Linked DNA regions of Mus musculus: all the other regions are linked to region 1. Evidence: chromatin contacts called from public HiChIP or PLAC-seq and promoter capture Hi-C data. All regions are on one chromosome and are shown on one strand. Each heading gives the region's core, a stretch centred on a gene start, on an enhancer-like site or on the middle of the called end of the contact. The rest is flanking DNA. Distances are from core to core; before and after follow the strand shown.

Evidence for each region. Promoter capture Hi-C pulls out the DNA fragments that hold promoters and counts their contacts. HiChIP or PLAC-seq counts read pairs in DNA pulled down with a chosen protein or histone mark.
Region 2: a FOXA1 HiChIP or PLAC-seq map of pancreatic cancer cells shows a contact between it and region 1. The contact joins the enhancer-like site here to the promoter of Agpat4 in region 1. A contact is called at or near these places in 5 of 39 promoter capture datasets (the 3T3-L1 cell line, embryonic stem cells, hippocampal neurons and 1 more), 3 of 115 datasets of contacts at active chromatin or transcription factors (embryonic stem cells and pancreatic cancer cells) and 1 of 9 other capture datasets (liver).
Region 3: a promoter capture Hi-C map of liver shows a contact between it and region 1, with 4 times the contacts expected there. The contact joins the promoter of Prkn here to the promoter of Agpat4 in region 1. A contact is called at or near these places in 4 of 39 promoter capture datasets (cranial neural crest, hippocampal neurons, liver and 1 more).

Annotation. Positions count from the first base shown.
Region 1 is chr17:12,117,420-12,122,357 of GRCm38.p6, forward strand. Agpat4 (1-acylglycerol-3-phosphate O-acyltransferase 4 (lysophosphatidic acid acyltransferase, delta)) reads left to right here and starts at 1,865. Exons shown (of 9, transcript NM_026644.2): 1 at 1,865-1,996.
Region 2 is chr17:10,376,135-10,381,072 of GRCm38.p6, forward strand. No RefSeq gene overlaps it. Among named protein-coding and RNA genes, the nearest start is that of Gm39565, 7.0 kb to the left of the region's middle. Within about 2 kb of position 2,572, at least 56 of the 459 cell types and tissues checked have an H3K27ac peak or open chromatin away from gene starts, as enhancers often do. A contact at or near this core is called in embryonic stem cells and pancreatic cancer cells, where this site is marked.
Region 3 is chr17:10,837,592-10,842,529 of GRCm38.p6, forward strand. Prkn (parkin RBR E3 ubiquitin protein ligase) reads left to right here and starts at 2,768. Exons shown (of 12, transcript NM_016694.4): 1 at 2,768-2,898. The coding sequence starts at 2,892. Pacrg (PARK2 co-regulated) reads right to left here and starts at 2,600. Exons shown (of 5, transcript NM_027032.2): 1 at 2,170-2,600. The coding sequence starts at 2,277.

The DNA of each region.
Region 1 (4,938 bases), core at 615-3,114:
AATTAACTATCTGGAAAGTATTTTTGGAAAACTCATTGATTCCCGTCAACAATAAAATCACAAAATATGGGCTGGTGAGATGGCTCAGCGGTTAAGAGCACTGGCTACTCTTCCAAAGGTCCTGAGTTCAAATCCCAGCAACCACATGGTGGCTCACAACCATCTCTAATGAAATCTGATGCCCTCTTCTGGAGTGTGGAAGACAGCTACAGTGTACTCACATATAATAAATAAATAAATCTTAAAAAAAATAAATAAAATGGTATGGTCAATGTTTAAAAAAAGTCACAAAATATAACTTGAAAAGTTATAAGAGAGAATTTTACTGGGGAGAGGGGGTGCTGAGACCATTTCTCTATGTGGCCAGAGGGGATTGAATGTTCTAGAAGCTAGAGTTAACAAGAACAAGAACTTAAATATTACATTGGATTCCAAGAACAAAAATTCGGAGTAATTTATGTTATGTGTGTGTGTGTGTGTGTGTGTGTGTGTGTGTGTGTATATGCGTGCGCGCGTGTGTACTTATGTGAGTTTATGTGCACCACATTCATGCAGGTGCCCCTGGCCAACATCAGAGAGTGATGGATTCCGTAGAGTTAAAGGCAATTGTGAGCTGCCAGGTGCCTGAAACTGAACCCTGACTTATTCAAGAGCGGTAAGCACTCTTAAACCCGGAGCCACCTCATCTCTCCAGTACTTATAGGAAACTCTTTACTAACAACTTTTATAGCCCTTGCTAGCCGTTCAAGTTAATTTTTACACCCCACAAATGGGCTTTCGGTTTGGATTCTTCCTTATGCCCTCCACCCTCACTCCATTTGGCTTTGCTCCTCTCACATTCTAGATGATCTTCAGGATGTCAAAGTCCAAACCCTTTTCCTGCTTCTTGAGTACCTTCTTCTTGGCTCCTGTCTGCAGGGCAAGCTATTTGCCGTGCTTCTGCAGCCTGGAGGAGGAACTTCTCAGTACTGCTCGCGCTAGAAAGTAGAGCGACCACGGGGCATTCTTTCTGTAAATATGTAAACATCTGCGACAGTGTCTTGAACAGCCCGTATTTGAAGGGCACTTTAGGCACCCAGAGATTGAATTCACCTTTCCAGGAATGTCACAGACCTGGCCTTTGCGCACTTCCAACACCGCCCCCCCCCCGCCCCCTTAAAGTTTCAGGACTCTGTTCGGTTAATCTGCTCAGACCCTTGCTAACTTAACAAGAGTGTAAATGTCATGTGCATGTGTGTGTTGCCTGCTTGTGCGCACTAGCATGAGTAGGCAGTCCTGGCACCCGCTGGCACCCAGCTTTGGAAGGAGAGCATCCATCCACAGGAGCTCCGGGCATCCTAGGTCTGTTGGTCCTAGTCTCGGGAACGCTGGGCGTGATCTTGGAAGGGGCTTCCGGGCTGGCGGAGTGGTGGCCAGGAGAGGTGAGCAAGGCACTAGAGTGCGCGGGCTTCAGCTTTCATCCTGTTTTCCCCCCACCCCCACCCCCAAACGAAATGGCACAGGGGACTTGGGGCGTGGGGGGGGGGGCAATTTCCAGGGCAGGAGGCCGAGGTTTCTCAGGCTGTTTGCACGGGGATGCAACAGGGCTCTTGAGCTGGGCGAGTGGCGGCAGGCCACTGGGATGGCTTTGTTATCCACGCGGGTGACTACTCGATCCCAATCCCCATCTGGCTCCAACAGGAGGCCGAGCTGGACACTTCTTTACACTCATTGGAAGGAGAGGGTGACTCATGTTACACGGGGTCCGAGCTTCCCTCCCAGTAGCTGCTAAGTCGTAGCTTTAAAAGGAAGTGACATGGGTGGGGAGAGACGTCAGCCGAGGACCACCTTTTTTTCCCTTCCCGAAGGGTCCACCCCTTTGGGTGGAGTCTCGCTTTTTCTTTCCAGTGTTGGCTGACTTACAGCTTCTCTAAAGTAGAGGCAGTTTCTGAACCTCAGGCTCCTGCCTCGCAGTTCTGGCTTGTGAGCACCAATGCAAAGAACTGCCCGGAGCGAGGTAGGTGGTGTTGGTACGATTACCAGGCACCTTCTCCTGGGGTGTGGCGTGTGATGATCGGATGCCCTTCTCTGGCAGGGGTCCCTCTGCTCGGCTGGTTTCCTAGTACTTTGGAAGGGATAGGCTCGGAGCGGGATGCTGGTGGGGTTGGAGCGAATGATGCGGGGGTGGGGGTGGGGGCAGAGGGAGGAGCACCGGGGCTCCGCGACCACTGCTTTGTGCCAGATTGTGAGGAGCTTTCTGGGGGCTCTGCGAGCAGCCCTCCCAGGGTGGAAGCATTTTCTTGGCTACCGTGAAGGTGTAGCGATGGCTCCTGTTACATATACGGGCTCTCTTTTCGTGCAACACGTTCTTCTGTCTCTGGTGTTTCTATGACAACCACAAAAATATACTCCACAAAAATACAGTCCCAATCTAAATTGATTTATTTGTATTTCCTTCCTGGGCTTGGCCTGGCTGGGCCTCGCTGGAACGCAACGTGACTCTGTAGATACCCCCTCCTCTCGTTTTCATTTTGGTTTTTCCCTATCGCAGGAGGGCTGGGGGAGGGGAGTTGTCAAGGAAACAGGCATTTGTAATCACCGCTTTATTTACTTAAATTTAAGCTTCTGGGTTCTCCATCATATGTCGGGATTTTTAAAGGGAGTTCTTTTATGTTTTTGAAGCTTTCCAGTATTAAGGGCAGCTTTTAGAAACTTAACTAATTTCTTAAGACATGATATTGAACAAACTAAGAGGGGCAGGGGGATTTAACTCTTTATAGGAGGATACTGCATTGAAATAAAGTGTTGCAAAGTACCTGATAATTCACACTGGTAAATATGTTATCAGCTGTTCAGGCTCACCCACAAGTCTAAACATGTATAAAACGAGTCTTGGCTCTATTCTGAACTTCATTTAGCCACAAATCAAAGTTCAGTTAGCATAAGAAATGCTAACTACCCAGCTGGGTCTCTAGGGTATTGTTCTGTGGTGCTCTCACCTGGATTACCCAGTGTTTACCCTCTAGTCTTTCCAAACCTGGCACGGATCTGCTCATCTGAAGTTATCACTCAGCATCTCCTACTGGGGGGAAAAAGTTATCTCAAGAGGAGGGAAACGTAGTGTGGATGTGTGCATGTGTGTCTCTGTATATCGGGGGTGGGTGGGTAAGGTTCCTTTTGAGAAAAACAATTAAGACTCCCAAGTTAGAGGTATGATATCCTTCTGGTGCAACGTAGGGAGGAAAAAACAAACCTTCAGAAGAAAACTAAGACACGAGAGGAAATTATCACCTACCCAGTAATAAGCAGAGGTGGACAAAACTTGATACAAATAATTCATTGCTTAGAAGGCAGGCCCATTAGTGGTTTTGGGTGCTGCTTATATTCAGTACCTCTGAAGCAAGCCTGATAATGGACCCTCTTCTAATGTGCATGCCCAGTACCAGAATTCCTTCCTTATTGGTACCAATATAGAGTCCTGTATTACTGAGATTATCTGTGGTAAGAATTTAAAAGGCCTCAGGTTACTTTCAGGTTATTAAAGCCCAATCATAGCTTGGAACCCTAGCCTCTTGGCTACGTGGAAGCGGGAAGAACCAGTAGTTTCTAGAATGTTCTTTATCTCACTACTGTTATTTATCTCGGTCTTAAAAACTGACCATAGTTCCAGAGATTTTAAGCATTTCAGATACAAAAGTTCTCTACAAATGGGAGCTAAAGAACAGGGCACAAAATTAGAGGGCTGGGGTTGTTGCTTGGTAGTAGAAAACTTGCCTAACGTCCCTAGAAACCCTCAAAACAAACAAATCTAACTAGAGAAAAAAATGGAGTTAAAGACAAGAGAATTAGGTGAGGGGTACAGAACATTAAAAAAACGTACTCAGAATAATGATTCAACTTTCATTTTGCCAAACTTACTTTAGCATTCTGCCGGACAAGACAATGGACTTATCGTCCGACCTTCCAAAGCATGAGAGTAGTGGGCTTGTCTCAGCATGTCACTCAGAAAGTTTCCAGACCCAAACCCAATGCAAAAAGAAAGTAGTAAATAACCAAACAGACCAGACCCCTCTCAGCTATCCAGAGAAAGAGTGACTTGTTTAACCTGTGGGAGACAGCTGGAGCTGGGTGGAAACAAAGTACCCCAAGGTGACTCAGAAGGCCAGGCTATGTCATGACTTTGACTGTAGCTTGGATGCTCGCGAGGGCAGAGAAGGAGGGAGCCATCTTAGTCATTCCAGTCCTTGCCTTAAATCATGGCTACTCAGAGAGGAGTTGGTTAAGGCCACCCTTTCTGTTCTGCTGTGTTCTGAAGGGAGGTCTGGTGGGCAGGGAAAGAGGCGTGCCTATTTCTGAGTGACTCTTGATTTACTGATGAAGTACATGGCTAAGCCTCGCTTAGTAATATTCTGCCATTTGGAGAACTCAGATGAGTCCAGTTTAGCATTGGAAAACTAGCCTTAGACTCTGAAATTCGGTTTCCAGTGAGTTCTCGAGAAAGCAAGCATTCTGCCAGGGCTGTGGGAAAGAGGGTTTCTGCTTGGGGCCGGTGTGTGTGTGTGTGTGTGTGTGTGTGTGTGTGTGTGTGTGTGTGTGTTAGTTTGTATTTTGTAGTTATTGTGTGTCCACTATGTGTCAGAACAACTCAGTTAAGCAGTTACAGTTTTAAACCACCTTGGGGGAAGGTATTAAGAGATTTCAAAGACTAGCCAATCTGTTTTTCTCTCCTAATGGCAAAATAAAAGGAAATGCCATGTGAGAATGGTTTATGTTGAACCCCCCCCCCCCCCCCCAGAATGCATTCTTGCATCGCAAAGATTTCTTGCCTATTTGCTCTTTTTTTTTCTTCTCTTCTAATGTTTTCCTAGACCCTCAGGTCTGTTAGTGTCCAGACTTCTAGCAGTCCTCACTGTCTAGCAGCTCTGCATAACTCATTTATTCATTCGTTCATTGAACAAC
Region 2 (4,938 bases), core at 1,322-3,821, 1.7 Mb before region 1:
ACAACCACAAAGTTCACTTGTTCCGAAGGTCAGAGTTATAAAATAAGCCCTAAAATCATGGTGTCCGCAGTCCTTGCCTTCTGAAGGTTCTGGGGAGACCCCATTTCCTTGACTTTTCCAGCGTTCAGAGGGGACCCCCACTCTTGGATTGTGGCCTCTTCCCCCATCTGCAGACACACTACCCCCAACCTCCACGCCATCTCCTCTGTGCTCCTCCTTGCTCTTATAGAGTCTTGGTGATAGGTTAGGCCTTCCTGGAGAATCCAGGTATCCTGGTGTGGTTTCTACTATGTGATACACACCACAACCAAAAGAAGGAAACGGATGGAAGGGTCTTCTTTTCATTTTTGACTTTTGTCTTGCATGTCCCAGTCCCTGTCAATCACTGAGTGAAGTCAATTAAGGAATGTCAATCAGGAACAGAGATAGGAACGATGGACAGGTATCACTTACAGTCGTGCTCATCATGGCTTTCTCAACTTCCTTTTAATATAAGCCAGGCCCACCTGCCCAGGGGAGGCACTGCCCACAGTGGGCTGAGCCCTCCCACATCAATCACTAATTAAGAAAATGCCCCCATAGACTTGTTCCCAGGCTAATCTGATAGAAGCATTTTCTCAATCGAGGTTCCCTGTTCCCAGATGATCTTAGCTTGCATCAAGTCGACAAAACCATCAAACAACAACTAGCAAGGATAACACTTGGGTTAAACATACAAAAAGACCCTCTTATCCATAGGTGTCATAATTCACAGGCTTAGGGTTTGATGATGTGGACATCCTGAGGAAGGGTATTATTCTGTCCATCACGTTTTGCAAACACACACACACACACACACACACACACACACACACACTCATTTCAGACAAAAAAATTTAGGAAATGTTGAATTAAATAAAGTTAACTGGGTTTCATTATTGCAAAGCTGTTTAGAATTTTGCTTTTATTCTGAGTCAGGCTTTGTTGTGTGACTTTACTGTAGTATAACTAATATAAGTTTATCCCCGACTAGCTTACAAATAAATGAGACTCAGACTATGGTTATTTTATTTGGCTTTAACAATTACTGGGGGCTCACCCCTAATCTACCCTTCTCACTGCTGGCCTGGCTACCTACCAGTGGTGAACCCCAGTCTCTTGCTGTTTCGCCTGGCCACGTTACATGCTCATGATCCACTTCCCCTCATGGTGGCTTCCTCCTCTCCTTGTTCTTCCTCCTCATTTGGTCTCTCCTCTTTCCTTAATGTTCCTCTTCATCCCAAGTCAGGTAACTCAAAACCCACCCACCTCTAACCCCTCCAGGAATTGGCTATAGCCAGTTTTATTTAATCAACAGTTTTAAATTAAGGAACAAGGTTTGCAGAACAAAAGCTTGTAAATGTAAGAATTCACTTAAAGGCCTAGACCTTCTGGTACAGAATTTAGCATCACAATACACAGCTACAGATCAAACCTCAACACTTTTCCTGTTGAAATGTGATTAAAAGTTCACTTACCCTAGACAGGGCACCAGCAGCAGACCGAAGTAACAGTTCTATCTAATTCTAGCTTTGTGAACCAGCGTGCATGTTGGAATTACTTAGAGGAGTACAGGTGACATAATGGTAGCTGTATCTCTGAAAAGTCCCACCCTAGCCTGGGTGACAACTCACAGAAGACATGTCCTTGAGCTCCCTGCATGGCTTGCAAGCAGCTGGTCAGACTGGAGACTCCTCATCCCTAGCCATTGTTATTGCTTATGTAACCTTGGGGGGTTGAACCTTGTAAATGTTCTAAGTTTGGGTGCTGTCTGGAATTTCCTTCCTCATCCTTGTAAATTTCAGTTACTTCCTGAGTCTTACAAGCTTCCCTTATTCCTCTATTCAAAGGGAACACTATACAACTGGTTCTCTGGTAGCCAAGCCTGGTCTTCAACTTCTGATCCTCCTATCTCCCCTCCTGAGTACTGGGATTGCAGGCATGAGTCTCCACATTGACTCTTTGAATGTGTTTGTGTATAATACAGAGTACAAATCAGAAAGGTTGGTATCTGTTACTCTTGTTTCATCAAATGCCTTCTATCCCATCCCCTTTTAAAATTCCTGTGAAGAAACACCTAATATTTCGGGATTGAATGGGATCCCAGCCTTAGGAAGACAGGAGAGTCTGGAGGTGTTTCTCTACAGCCTGAAGACACCCGTGATTCTAAGCTTTAGCACATTCCAGGTGGGTTGCCTCATGTCTGTGCAGTGAATTGAACACCGGGGAGAGAACACCTTCATTTCATCTCTGAAATCTCTGGTGAGAAATGAGATGCCCTCCTCCACCCTCAGACGGAGACGTTGCCATCTGCCCATCCGTTCCCTGAACCAGAGAAAGCTGCAGGGCCATCCAGACATCCATGTTTTCTGCCCACTTTTACTGACTCCAGTTCCTGGGTCCAGCCCACTTTGTGCCTGTGCCTCTCAGACTCTTGACTAGAAGAGCAAACAGCTGTCTCCCAAAAATACTCAGAGAGATTCCCTCAGCATGTATATATTGCCAGGGAGGTGGGGCGATAGGCCAACGGGGTGGGCCCAGGAAGTCATGAGTCACCTGGCAAGAATTGCCTGAGTATTTTAGGCCCCAGGGTGGGGTAGCAGGGGGTGGAGTAGGCAATGCTTGTATTCATGGTTGGGCTAATTTATGGTTTTTATCCAAGTTAATGGTAGTTCTGAGAGGCGGCTCCACGGAGCTTGGCCACTAGAATGTGTCTTTAACTACCCCACTAAGCTACCCTGCGGATGGGGTACCATTCCCACCCTGTTTGCGGGTTTTTAATGTCAGTCTGTGAACCCCCATCTTCCTACTGCCCTATCATTCCTCCTTCTTTGTCCAGTCCCCTCCCTGCTGAGGAGGGTGTCAGGCATGTCTGCTTTGCCACATGCCCTGCCCAGCGCTTATCAGCTCTATTAAAAGCTCCAGTGCAGGATTCAGATAGGGGACTATTCCATTAAACATCACATTAACGAGTCCTCAGAGAAAATCTCTCTCAAAGCTTTTGAGCTCGTAACTACTTGGCTGTCTTACGAGCTTCTACAGATCCTAACATGTGAACGATCAGAAAAGAAAAAGGGTCCCAGTGACGGTCGGTCGGCAGCAGCTGGTCCTGGGAGACCCGAAGCTTCTCCCTGGATGTTTAGGGAGTGAGCTGCCTGTAGGGTCCCATGTACTGGTGGCCACATGTCCATATCCCTCTTCTGTCCCTGTCCAGACCCAGCAGATGCTAGCTATGTAAAGAGTTGGGAGGCCAGCAGAGATGCTCACTGTCCTGGAGGTGGTCAGAGCTCTGGCTGCAGCCCAGGTACCTCTCAGACTCATAGCTGAGCACCAGCCTGGGAGTGTAGGTCAGAGGTCACAGCTTACAGGGATCAGATCATCACTGAGAAGTGAGCACCCTAGGGTGCTTCTGAAGCCGGAGTTGAACCTCTGTGGACACAGTTCTTCATTGTCTGTAGGAAGGGAAACAGCGTGGACCACCGCTGCGGGGTGGTGATGGTGGTGGATTCTCTTTCTGCCCCACATCTCTGACTCTCAGACTACTGCCTCCTGACATCAGTCCTTATTTTTAGGACTGTTTTGACATGACATTGCTGGGACTCAAGCACTGAGCTGTGCAACCAAGGGGCCCTTGAATGGATCCACAGTATCTTTTTGTGTCATTGAGGGCCCTACAGAACTCAGAGGGCTGAGGACCAGCAGGCTTCTCTGATCCTCTGAACCCCAAGGAAGGTTTAGGGCCTGTCATGTTCTCTTCCTCCTGCTACTATTCCATGAAGGCAGCCACACTGACACATTAACAAGAGTCGTCAGGGGTTCCGGAGATGGCTCAGTTTGTAAACTGCTTCCCTGGCAAGCACAAAGGCCTGGGTGTTTGATTCCCAGAATGCACATAAAAGACAGACAGACAGACAGACAGACACTCAGTTAGAAAGAAAGAGAGAAAGGAAGGAAGGTGGGCCATTTTTAATCTTAGTTTAGTGCTGGGAAGGCAGAGACTGGTTGATCACTGGGGCTCACCAGCCAGCTGGAGAGTTCCTGGCCAATGATAGACTCTTGTTTCAAAAACTCACAGTGCATAGCAGAAGTTGACCTCTGGTTTTGACACACATGAATATGGACACACACACACCCTAGAGTCATCATCCCTTTCTCTGCTCTTCATCCTGAGTGCTGACTGCAGGAGTAGACTAGGGGATGAGTTAAGCTCCATTTGAAGCAGGCTGTTGGCTAGGTACTGGCTACAGTGATACACAGTAATACCAGGGAAGGGTGACAGCTGGGTCGTGTGGCTTCCGTTAATGGTCAAGGAAAAGAGGCAATTAATTCCTTTTCCAAAGAACAGCAGTGAAGAAGCAGCAGGACAGCGTGCTCAGGAGCACACCCAACACTCCCCTTCCCCCACCGCCCTATCCTCACCTCCCCACTCCCCACCCCTCACCCCCATCCTGCTGCCCTACAAGGGATCTCAGTTGCAGCAGCCACAGGGGTGTGCCTCAGGATTGCCTGTCCTCTTTTCTGGTTCATCTTTCAAGAGAATGGCAGAGCTAATAGAGCTGTGTGAGTTTGACTCTTCTGGCCTGGCCGCCTTCCACTGTGCCCCTGAGCTGATCTACCTCAGGTTGAAACTGCCATTGTATAACCCTTCCCGATCATCTTGCCTTTTGCCCTCCCACCCTGTACCTGCAGCGGTTTCCCAGACGACCTACATGAGTGACAGACAGACACAGCTGAGGACAGGTATGGAAAGTGTAGCTGGCCAGTGGCACTGCCCCACCCAAATGTATTACAAGTTGATTAAGTATGGGACACCCTTAAGAAAGCTTAGCAATGTCTACAAAGACAGAGGATGAAGGCAAAGGGAGGAAGCCCGGGGAAGGGGAACACTACTGGGATATGGGAGGAAATCACTCGGGGTGG
Region 3 (4,938 bases), core at 1,518-4,017, 1.3 Mb before region 1:
GCTTAGACATGGACTAAAGCAGCAGCGTGAGAGGAGTTTCTGGGGCTCAGCGAAGTAAGCAACGTCCTCATCACTGTGCCGTTTTGGCAGGTAATGTCTATCTTGGAGATTGTGTCTTTTTGAAACTCTACAGCTTTCTTAGCCTGTTTTCTGAAGGGCCTGGAATCAGGGCCTACAAGTGAGATCTCCACAGCCTTGGATCCATATTCTAACTTGCTGTGTGTGTGTGTGTGTGTGTGTGTGTGTGTGTGTGTGTGTGTGTGTGTGTCTGTGTGTGTGTCTGTGTGTGTGTGTCTGTGTGTGTGTCTGTGTGTGTGTGTCTTTGAGTCAGGGCCTTCATATGGAGGGTAGTTTCCTTTGTTCTTGTGTAGCCCAGGATATCTTCAAGGAGGCTCTACCTTCTGAGCATGAAGTTGTGGCATGCTTCACAATGCCTGACCTATCTTGCTTTTTGATGAGGTTTGTATAAGCCATAAAGGTTTTTTGCTGACAGAGGGAATGAATACTCATTAACTGGTTTTTGGTCATGGACTTTTTCATCATACTCTAAGAAGGTAAACAATCTGCAAATCTCAAATTATACAACTCCTTTCAACTTTTAATGGAAAACACTGTATCAATATGAGTTTAAATATTCTCTGATTGACGACTTTTGTGGTTGCTCACTTTTACTGAGACCAAACCAAAAGTTCATGCTGATGTAACAACCACTCATTGCTTAGGACTACTTGTCCCTGGATTTTTAAGAAATTAGTTCACAAATAATAAATGTTTACATTTATCATCATTTCATAAACAATTTCCATACTTCCTAGGATAGATTCCATGTGTTTTTCTTGGAAGGACATTGAAAAGACATTGCCCACTGAAATGGAGTCTTACAGAGGGAAGGGAAGGTGGCTGAAACTCCTGAGAAGTAGTTTGGAGTTGGCTTTTGGGACACTTGGTTGCAATTTAAAAGATGAATGTTGGTATATACGCTCTGAAGAGAAGTAGACTTTCAGAGGGAGAGAGATACTTTATAATGTGACAAAAAGTACATCCGAGAACTCACAGGTGGTGAACTGTTAAGGACTGAATAGAGATGCACCTTTTCTGTTTCCTGTAACTCTGCAGTTTGCTTTTACACTCTATAACTACTATAGATCAACCAATATACAATAGCAACATAGGAATCCAAGCTGGAAGTCTACAGGTAATCTACTTCATTTGTGTCCTCTAAGTGGTATGTATAAGATTTGCAATATATAAGTAGAAATATAGTGGGACAACGAAGAACACTATTAAGCTAATATATTGAATTGCTGTATAATAAGATCCTCTCAGGGTGTAAATTGTACAAAATTGAAAACTACATTTAGTATTAAATCTCTCACACTCCTAAACAGGTGCCCACTCAGTAGACAAACATGGTTTAGCATACCAAATCATATGGTATTTAATAAACAAGAAGATTGAAAAGCAGTATTAGGCATATAGCTAAACCGTTTGTGTGCCTTTGAATATTTTCCCCTATTCGTGTTAAGAATATTTTATTTGTATTATCACAACTCATAAAAATGAAATAGGGCTTGTATTATTAGAGACACTTGAAATAGAGCTTATATTGTTTAAAATGTATTTAAAAGGCCTATCAGGAACCAGTCTTCACATAAGTAATTTTTGAATACTTTAACAGGTTAATACCTTTTTTTTTGTCAGAATGTTGCTGAGTAAATGCTAAGGCATTCTAAAATGTCCCAGATGAGATAAATTAGTATATATTACTGATGAGTTTATGTGTCTCATACTGGTTCGTGTTAAATTTTGAAAGCCTATGACTTCTAAGAGCATTCACTCCAGAAGGTCTTGTACTGAGTGGACTAAGTTTACAATAAAGATAAGGATTTTTTTCCCCCTTACCAGTGAAACAGCTTAAGTGTAATTTGGGGTAGTGGAGAAAGCACACTTGCTCAAGAAGGTGCTTATACGCTAACTCAGTACATCGCCTGCCCCAAAGGTTCTTTAACCACCTAGCCTACATCTCTGCACACTGTCGGGCAGAGTCTGCTACTGACCGAGTCATTGCCAGTTCTGGTAAACAGTACCAGGACCCAGGGCTTGTCATCCTCTACAACCACATGTCCCCTGATTCGGAGCAAGTGCGTTCAATCGAGGAAGATCACTTACGACTGAGTTTTTCATCATGGCTTTGACTGTGAAGCCCTCAGAAACCAGGGAACGAGGCTGGTGCACCTGGAACGTCTGTTGTGGCAGCAGTTTAGTCCTCTTCGGCATCTTGTCTGGGCATTTGTTTAAGGTCAGGGTCTCTTTTTCTACCACATTCTTCCTAGAAAACGTCTTGTTCTTATCAGAGGTGTGGAAGAAAAACCAGTGGCTTTTACAGAAGTGAGCAGGGGGTCGGGAAAACACTCTAAAAGGCTCTAGTGGTAGAAATTCAACCCCTCGTGCTGCCCAGGGAGATCCAGATGTTTGGCAGCACCAAGGTGGAGGGAGTTTAGGGGAGGAGAGGGGCGGGAAGAGGGCTGGGATCCGAGGCTAGAGTCTCTAAGAGCTTCCAAAGGTGTAAGCCTCCCGGTTGCTAAGCGATTAGTCAACATTAGGAGACGCTAGTCCCGCCCCTCCGTGACGAGCGTTTCCGGAAAAGGTTACCAGCGAAGACAGTTGCAGCTGCCGGAGGCGAATCTTACGGGTTAAAACTACGCCTCCCAGCAGGCTTCGCGCTAGGGGCGGGTGGTTGCGCGTGCGCACTGCGCCCGCCTGGCTCGCGAGGGGAAGGGGGAGGAGGCCTGGATGACTAAACCTGACAGAAACGCTGGTGGGAGGCTCGGGCGGGCGCCAGTGCCCGCGTAGGTCCTTCTCGACCCGCAGCCACCACCCGCCCGGTGACCATGATAGGTACGTGGGTGCCTGCCAGGTACAATCTCTCCGCGCCGCCCCGCGTCCGTGTGTGGCACCACGTCACACCCCACGGGTCCGAGTGGGATCCTCGGGGGCCGACCCGAGCCACCTGTCAGTGTCACGGCGGAGGCGTGCGTGCCGCGCTCCGTCCGCTCTGTGGGCTTCCTCGGCCCGCCCCCCCCCCCCCCCCCGCCCATAGCCTGGTCCGGTGTGTGCTAGAGCATTAGGTATGAGTTTCCAACCTGCCTTAGCCAAGGTTAGCTCGCTGAAGACTGTATCCCCACGGACACCCGCGTGCTCCACTGCGACCCCCGACGGCGGGGCTCGCCCTGCCGCTCCACGGGGTGACCAGCCCAGGTCTGTTTCGGTCAAGCTGTCCTTCACTTCAGGGCGAGTTCACACACCCTAGGACTTAAAGAAAATCTCAGGAAAGCATCTGCCTCGTGGAGATCGCACCTCAGTTCTGTCTTTTTAAATGTGTCCTCGGAGATCTGAGACGAAAGACTAGCCGAGTAGATAACTGCAAAGATGGCTTTTTCCCCCACTACAGTTTGTGACTGGGTGCAGTTTGACCAGTGCAGCTTTGGAAGTGGCCACTAGGGTTGTTCTAAGCAGTGTGAAGTAGGCAGATTGGAAAGGACCTCCCTGACAGAGATGTTATATGTGAAGCCACGTTTTGGGTTCTCCTCCGGGATAAGTAGAAATAAATGCATAATTTAGCGCACATTCCCGTTTGGAGGTTTCGTTACTGTAGACTCGCCGCCCCCATCCAAGTGATGTTCTGAAGATGTAGTGAACTTGTTTGTGATATATGCCTGACAGGTATCGCACTAAGCACATCTGAAGTCGGTCTATTTGAGATGTGTCTAGAAGATGGATGAGAGGTGCATTTATGAAGTAAATGCGTTACACGGTGAAAGTAGCCGAGTCTGTTTTAACTCATAAAAGTAATGTTACAAGTGTGCAGCCCTCCTCTCTTCCTCTTGAGAGTCATGCTAGGCAGCTAAGATGCTCCTGGAAGCAGAGGTGCACGCTCATGGTGTCTAGCTGCTTCTTCCCTCCATAGGGCAGTGTGTATTTTGGATGAATGAATTGGAAACTTGTTAAATTAAGAAAAAAAGTATACATTTTTATGAATGGCACTAAGCTTTTAAGTGACATTTACTTAAGAGTCGTTTGTAAACCCAAATCTGAACTGATTAGTGCGAACCAAGTGGGACAGATTAGGAAAAAAAATACAGATTTTACAAGAGAGAAATACCTCATATTTTGAAAACAATTACACACGTTTAGTTTCTTTCAACTTAAACTAGTTCATGGATGATTTTGATAAGCAAATGTCCCCTAAGGCTATATAAATATAGGAAATTAAGACCTAAAACTTAAAACTATTTTTAAAGTCTCATAAATTATTATATTAATAACTTTAGGATGGAACACAATTTAGCCAGCTTTATTTAGATTTACCTGGAGCCCTCTTAATAAGAACTGTGCCATTTGAATGTTACAATTAAATTAATTAGTAATAAAAACCAGGGAAATAGAAGACAGATTTAAAACTCTTCTTTCTTTGGCTACTCTTTTTACAGGGTGAATAAGTGTGCGTTTTAACACAAATGATTGTATCCTTGTCCCCTGCCCCATGAAAAGGAACTTCCATTCAAAAACAAAAACCCTACACAAACAATGTTACATTGTTTTGTTTAACTAGTTGTATTGCCTAATATTATTGGTGGCCGCATTTTCATGAAGTTCTGAATTGCCAGGTTGGAGGCTTGGGTGTGGTGACAGCACCTAAAGCAGGTGAGAGGGAACCCAATCCGGAGGAAGCTTTGGGAGGAATAGTTCTGCATTTTTATGACTAATCCTTGAACAGGAAACAAGGGCCGACAGGAACTGCACAGAGATCTGCTACAGAGCAAAGGACACACAAATAGCTCCAGGGACTGAGCAGTGTCTTCCTCTGCATAGCACTACTGAGAGCTGAGGCCTTCTGTACTTGAGCTCTCTCCCCCTGCAGTACTCTCCTAGTGAAGG